2 separate regions of the Mus musculus genome follow, and region 1 is linked to region 2. Evidence: chromatin contacts called from public Hi-C data. All regions are on one chromosome and are shown on one strand. Each heading gives the region's core, a stretch centred on a gene start, on an enhancer-like site or on the middle of the called end of the contact. The rest is flanking DNA. Distances are from core to core; before and after follow the strand shown.

Region 1 (3,610 bases), core at 434-2,933, 220 kb after region 2:
GTCATCAGACTTGGCAGCAAGCTCCTTAACCCACTAAGACACCTTACTGGCCCAAGAATATAACTTTTATTTTTTTTAAGAGAAAATGTAATATGGTTCCCAAATTGTTTTTCAATTTTTATTTTTATTTATTTGTTTATTGTGTATGGTGTGTATTGCGTGTATATGTGCATGTGGGATGTGTGTGCTCATATGCATAAGTGTGCAGGATAGAGTAGAATATTGGGTGTCTTTGTCTAGTGTACACTGCCTTATTGGATGGAGACAGTGTTTATCACTGAGCTGGAAGCTGGCTGTTTCAGCTAGCCTGGCTGGCCAGTGAGCTTCCAGGATTTGCCTGTATCTGTCCTCCAATGCTGTGGTTAAAGACACACACCTCTATGCCCAGCTTCTTATCAACATGTTAGAGATTTGAGCTCAGGGCCTCGTGCTTGCAAAGTAAGTCTTCTTACTCACCGAGTCATCTTCCCCGATCCTGTTCTTTAAATTTTGTATGGGCATCAGGACATTTTGGAGTCTGAACTACAGCTGATAGCCCAGTCTTCCTCCTGAAGAGAGATAAACACCAGCTCTCCTTGCAATGTCTTAAAACGTCATGACTGGACAAAACCATGCTTCCAAAAGCACAGTTCAACACAGCTGTCACCTCTGAGACCCCACACAAGCTGTAGGGTGGGCATCAAACCTGGGATACTCGGTGATGCTGCAGGCTTGAGGGCAGCACCACAGGAAAGCTTGTGCCACGTAGCAGACTATCTGTTAATTTGCAAATTAACTTCAGCTAAATTTTAAAATAACTAAAAGTTGACGCTAAAAAAAAAATCACCCCACATAGCTCTTTCAATCTTTTTTTCTCTTCCTTTGACATTCTTGTTTTTCCCCCTTCTGGGTACCTAGCTTACCTGTCATTAGTTGAGGTCTGAATTCAGTTAAGGCAAACGTTTATTTATTTGTTTGTTTGTTTATTTTTGGTAAAGATAAAATTGCTAAGCACCAAGAGCTGAGAAGATAGCTCATCTTGTGGAAGTATGGGGACCCGAAGTGGTCCTCAGTAAAAGCCAGCAAGGGGCACAAATCTTTAATCCTAGCACTGGGAAGCAGACAGGGTTGGATGGGGGTTGGGGGTGGCCAGTCTATCTGATGATCCCTCAGCTCCAGGTTCCACAAGAGACTCTGTCTCATAAATAAGATGGAACACCTTATGAAGTACTGGGTCCAGGGTTTTTAAGTCCCCCCTCCCCCTCTCTCTCCCCCTCCCCCTCTCTCTCCCCCCCCTCTCTCTCTCCCCCTCCCCCTCCCTCCCCTTCTTCCTCTTCTCTATGAAGTCTTTCTGAGAGCTCAGAGTCTATTGAGATAAAGTGAGTAAAAATATTTATCTATGTGAGGCAAATACCCACGTGTCAATCTAGCACCAACCTATCAACCATTTCTCTAGTGTGTCTGGCCAATTATATCTTTATAGAGAGGTAATTAAATAAAGAGTGTTTCTAAAAAGGAAAAAAAAATTGAAGAGTATGAGATGTTTAGAAAGCGTGGTGGATAGGTGTAGGGGACAAAATGAGCCTGTTATCATATCATGCCCATTTGAAATTAATATTTTACATAGGTTACTTCATATATATTATTAGACTTATTTTATCATTGGCTTTTTTTCACAAATCCACAGTCATGCGATTCTACAAGAGCAGGGCATCTGAGAAGCATGACCCAGGGAGCACTGTGGTGTTATTTCTTGTGGCAGTAAGTGGGGCAGTGTTGGATGGGTTTAGGATTGACACCAGGTTGGTCATAAGATCCTGTGTGCACTCTGGACTGGCCATGGGGCTTGTTTTGCCAGAAGGGCTGAGAACCAACAAGGCACAACAGACAGTAGAATTGCCGTGAGTGCAGGCTGTGGCAGAGGTGCTCCCAGTAGCTATTTAATATTTAATATACTGCGGGCTGCTCCGTGGCCTCTCTGTGGTAACCGCACTGCATATTCTTTGGGTGATCTCCCAGAGGTGCTTGTCTCTCCTCTCCATCCCACGGCAAGCTAATATTTAACCACCTGTTTTCTGAGACACTAAGCGGATTCCGTGGTGTAAATAGTCTCAGTGCTTTATATGCCACTAATCTGATATCCCTTGTATGGGGTCAGAGGTTGCTTGCCAAATGTCTATTGCAAAGGGACAATGGAGAAAGTAATACAAGAACGCAGGTGGTTATCTCAGGTAGGAAACATGAATAAATGATTCATTTTCTGTACCTAATACCTTTGATATTAATGTAATTGGTTAATTATGTGTTCAGGTGACTTAATTTTTAGTAATAGTTGTGTCTATTCATGGTGTGCCAAATTCCTATAAGCTAATTACTGGTTCTCACAATTAGTATGAGTTAAGACATAGTTTGCAGTTGATATCTTTTAAAGTTTATGCCATGACCTTCCTTCTCTCTCTTTCGTGTGTGTGTGTGTGTGTGTGTGTGTGTGTGTCTGTGCTTATGAGTGCATGTGTGTGTGTGAGTGTGGATGTATGTGTGCATGTGTGTATATGTTAGTGTGTGCATGTGAGAGTGTGTGTGTTGTATTAAGTGTGTGTGTGCCTGTGCTTGTGAGTGCATGTGTGTGTGTGAGTGTGGATGTATGTGTGCATGTGTGTATATTGTTAGTGCGTGCATGTGAGAGTGTGTGTGTTGTATTAAGTGTGTCTATGTGCGTGTATGTGGTTATGTGTATGTGTGTGCACATGTGTGTGCATGTGTGGATGTGTGTGGATAGGGGCATTCACTTTCTGTCACCATCTGATCTTTCCTTTTGGTTTTTTTCTATCTTCTGAGAGTTCCCTTTGTGGGTCTTTTATTAATTTATTGCTTAAAATCCTCTTTTTCTACATTTAAAAAAGGCTTCATTTTCATTTTATGGTATAGGCATTTTGTCTGCATATATCTACCTGAGGCCAGAGGCCAGAAGAGGGCATTGAACCCATGAAACTGGAGTATCTTATGGTTGTGAACCACCTTGTGAGTACTGGCAATCAAAACTGGGTCCTCGGGTAGAACAGCGAGTGACCGCCAAGTCACCTTGCCAGCTGTCCTTTAATTAGTTAACAATCTAGAATTAATATATGTATTTTATATATTGCTTTTATTAAACTCAGAGGTTTTAAAATTTTAAGTGTTATGTGAATAATATGTGTTCATCTTTTTTTTAAATTAATCATTCCATTTGTTTACATCTCAAATGATACCCCATTTCCTGGTTACCCCTCCACCAAACCCCCCATCCTACATCTGCCCTCCCCCTCCTTTTTGCCTGTGTGAGAGTGCTCCCCCACCCACCTATACTCTCCTGCCCCACCACTCCAGTATCCCCTTATTCTGAGACATCCAACCTCCCTGAGACCAAGGGCCTTCCCTCCCGTTGTTGTCGGGCAAGGCCATCCTCTGCTACGTATGTATCTGGAGCCATGGATCCCTCCAGGTACACTCCTTTGTTGGTGGTCTAGTCTCCGGGAGAACCGGGTAGTCTATTCTCCTGTGTTGTTCTTCTAATGGGGTTGCAATCCCCCTCCAGTCCTTCTGCCAGCTCCTCCACCAGCTTCCCTGAGTTCAGTCTGATGGTTAGCCCCAA
Region 2 (3,719 bases), core at 42-2,541:
AGGTTCCCATGCATGGAAGGCTTTCTATGTGACCAGTAGGGATGGTCACATGATTTTTGATACTCTGTAATTCAATATGTCAACATTAAGAGAACCTGTGTTAATTAAGGAACCGCTATGTCTCCAGTGAAACAGGTATGACTATAAAACCACACACTGGGACCAGTGCTTGCAACTGACCACGGGTATTAATGAACAGGGTACAAATGCTCCAGGCTAACTAAGATAGCACTGACATTAAGTCTTGGTGTGTTATTAAAGAATATCTACAATTACTCCCCAAACTCCACATCTCTCCTTCCCAACTACACATTTGTGTGGACTCAGCTGTTTTTCCCAGTTACTCATGCAAATACCGCTAAGTATTGACAGCAGGATCGGACAGGACATTTCAACTGTCCCTAATGAATCCACACAGTACAGAGCCCTGAAATCAGGGGCAGGAGAGGACTAGGAGGGAAGGAGGCGTCGGGAGGAGTGCACCATATACAAACACGAAAGCCAAAGGACACATTTAACTAAAACAAAATGTAAAGCCATGGGGGTGAGCTGTGTGAGGGGAGGAAGGGGTGCAGAATTCCAGATGTGAGGTGAATAAATAAATTAATTAATTAATAGAAAGAACTGTAAAACCATGAGGCTTGACTCACTAATATTTTGCTTTTGAAAAATACAGCTGTCATAAAAATTCATTAATATGTAGTAGTTTAATATTATTTAAAATAACTATAAATATCAATAGTTTAGTGTTTCTCATAAATTTCTTTCAAGCAAAGATTTATTCTTATTTATATGTAAGGGAATACAAGGGAGCCTATATATTTATATGTAAGGGTTTATGGGGGCGACCAGAAGAGGGTGTCAGACCCCCTGGAAGTGGGAGTTAAAGGTGGTTATGAGCCGCCAGATCCTGGGAACTAAATTCGTGTCCTCTGGAAGAGCAGCAAGTACTCTTAACTGCAGAGCCATCTCTCCAGCCCTGCTTCTATTTCTAATACTGTAGATATCTAGACATAACCAACAGAAGGCAAAGCTTTTTAGGGTGCTCTTTTGTGCATGTGAATGAATCCTAAGATTAAACAAAACAAAACAACCAACCAACCAACCAACCAACCAAACAAACAAACAAACAAAAAACCAAAATCCTTAGAACTGAGTACCACAGATCAGGGGAAGATGAACTTTTTCAGGGTCAGAGAGTAAATATCTTAGCCTCATGGTCCATACAGTATCTCTGGTCACTGCTCACGGTGCCCCGTACAGTGTGAGAGCATAGATAACACAGAAACCATGCACGTGATGACACAGCAACAGAACTTTATAAAGATGCAACCCCTCTTGGTCTTGGCATACATACACTGTCAGAGTTGGCTGTCTAAAAGTCAGGTCATGTCACTGAATTCAGAATTCTCCAGTGGTCTCATTTTAAATTGTTGGTATGTCTGATCTCAGGCTTTTCCCTTTGTCATTTCTCTTGAGATGGGACCAATGCCACCCTTCCAGATGCACCTTACCTAACATCCTAGCTGGAAATGTATGCCTTGGTAGGCCTGGTGGTACAGGCCTGTGGTCCCAGGCACTAGGCAAGCTGAGGCAAGGTGTTAACACTCAAGGTCTGTGTTGGCTTCTGGATGAGTTCAATGCTAGCCTGGGCTAACCTTGTCTCAAAATAAGAGGAAAACTGGCTGAGATTGTGGCTTAGTAGTAGAGTGCTTGTTTACTGTTAATAAAAACTAGTGTGACGTTCCCCCCGTTCATTTCCATCCACAGCGCTCATTATTTATCAATAATAATCAATAATAATGATAGTAATCATCCCTACTTAAAGATCTGTTCGGTTTTCTTTTATCATCGTATGTGTGTGTTTTATGCACGTGAAGTAGAGGACAGGAGGCCAACTTCTGGGAACCAATTCTTTCCTTCTAGCCTGGATTCTGAAGAGTGACCTTGGGCTATGAGGCTTAGGGGGCAAGTGCCCCCAGTTTACCTGCTGGGCCACCTTGCTGTCCCTGGTCTGTTTAACTCATAAACTATCCCCAGCACTTAGCTACTACATGGCATGTGGTACTACATGGCATGTGGCTGACATGCTTGTAATAACATGGGCTGCTTAATCCTACGTGCTGGCAACTGCCTGCTAGATTCAAGCTCTTGAAGCACCCTGACCATTTTGTTCACATGATAACATAAACAATATGGGCGAGTAGGCTTGTGCAAATGAACGTGAAACTTATTGAAAATTATCAAAGTCAACCTCACCTTTAAGTCGTATTTCCTATATACAGATAGCCGGTGGCTGAACACATTCCTTGTAACAATCACATATATTTCCACTCCATCGACATTAAGCCGGTACATTCCCAAGAACTGAGGAAGAAGTGTGACCCCATGACATTCCACTATATACTGTATAGGAGAGAGAGAAAGGAAAAGTAGCTGTCAAAACGTGGTGTATCGTTTATATAAAGTAGAAATGTCCAATTCTTGAGGTTTTATTTTCGGAAAACATTTAAGCTGCTTTATGCTGCTCACCTATCAGATCTGTGTTCTCTCTCTATATATAAATCTGAACATTTAATCTTACCACTAAAGATATTCTTTTCCTAGTAGCCCAACTAATCTGTAATGTCAAAATTGAACACAGTGGCTCAAGGCAAGAAAGGAAACCCCTTTGAAGTGAAGGACTGTCCACCTCTGTCCTCCTCCCCCTCCCCTGAGAATGATTCACCACTAGATCAAGACCTTTGAGGGTAGTGAGGCAGAGGGTGAAGAAGAGGATGCTGGGAGTCTGGTGCTGGAAGCTTGGGTGTTCTGCTTTCCATCTTGATTTCAGTGGGTATGAAGGGGCCCTGAGTTAACGACAAGTCAGCTTTCTTTGACTAGGTGCTAGGTGCCATCAAGTCCCAGGGTTGCAAAAACACAGCATGACTTGGGTCATACGCCAATGAGCCACAAGAGGGAGCTACTTCCTCTTGGAAGTAGCCATTGATAAACTACCACAGGGACCTTTAAAATGGGTGTGTGTGTGTGAGTGTGTGTGTGTGTCTAAATGAGCCTTTTGTGTGTGTGTGTCTAAATGAGCCCATGACACAGATTAAACCTCCAGCATAGTACCAACACCCCAAATCCAATGTTGTAAACACCCTACCCATTTGCCTGCACCAGATGCCTGGAAGGATGACTACCAATGTTTTAAGGGTTGTATTTTGGATTATTCTGGGGAGTGTGCCTGTGTGCATGTGCATGTGTATTGCATACATGTACCTCAGTGCTGAGGTTACAGGTACACGCTCCCATGCTTGGCTTTTTACATGGGCATCGGGGATTCAAACTTGATCTTTACAAAACAAGTCACAGAGTCATCTCTTTAACCCCTATTTTGAGTCTTTAAAAAGGGTTACACTGTTTGATTTAAACAACAACAACAACAACAACAACAACACTTTAACAAAAACATTCTAATTGGATTTTTTAGTGATAAACATTATTAGTAATCAACTCTAGGAATATTTAATTAGCGAAAGAAGAAAAAAGTTCTCAATCTTGCTCATTGGAGCTACACAGCATCTGTCACTGCAGCTGGTTTTAGTTCTGCAGTCCTGACAGATGTCCAAGATGCTTCAGATTTCCCCTGCCTTACAGGTAACAGCTGAGATGTATATTTGAGCTCAGTCTATTTTTTTTTTTCCCACGGAGTTTCTCCTCAGCTTGTTACTTGA

The links. A called contact is a pair of places that touch in the nucleus more often than the background predicts.
Region 1: a contact with region 2 is called in a Hi-C map of the G1E-ER4 cell line, with 2.8 times the contacts expected there. The contact joins two enhancer-like sites. A contact is called at or near these places in 3 of 15 datasets of contacts at CTCF or cohesin (the G1E-ER4 cell line, large pre-B cells and pro-B cells), 23 of 484 Hi-C or Micro-C datasets (B cells, the C10 cell line, CD4 T cells and 16 more), 2 of 115 datasets of contacts at active chromatin or transcription factors (CD8 T cells and bone marrow-derived dendritic cells) and 2 of 9 other capture datasets (adipose tissue and liver).

The regions. Positions count from the first base shown.
Region 1 is chr2:19,084,953-19,088,562 of GRCm38.p6, forward strand. No RefSeq gene overlaps it. Among named protein-coding and RNA genes, the nearest start is that of Gm33592, 80 kb to the left of the region's middle. Within about 2 kb of position 1,684, at least 3 of the 459 cell types and tissues checked have an H3K27ac peak or open chromatin away from gene starts, as enhancers often do. A contact at or near this core is called in the G1E-ER4 cell line, where this site is marked.
Region 2 is chr2:18,870,025-18,873,743 of GRCm38.p6, forward strand. Pip4k2a (phosphatidylinositol-5-phosphate 4-kinase, type II, alpha) reads right to left here. Exons shown (of 10, transcript NM_008845.4): 5 at 2,260-2,406. Gm33534 (a long non-coding RNA gene) reads right to left here. Exons shown (of 2, transcript XR_374031.3): 2 at 3,360-3,719. Among named protein-coding and RNA genes, the nearest start is that of Gm33534, 7.1 kb to the right of the region's middle. Within about 2 kb of position 1,292, at least 10 of the 459 cell types and tissues checked have an H3K27ac peak or open chromatin away from gene starts, as enhancers often do. A contact at or near this core is called in the G1E-ER4 cell line, where this site is marked.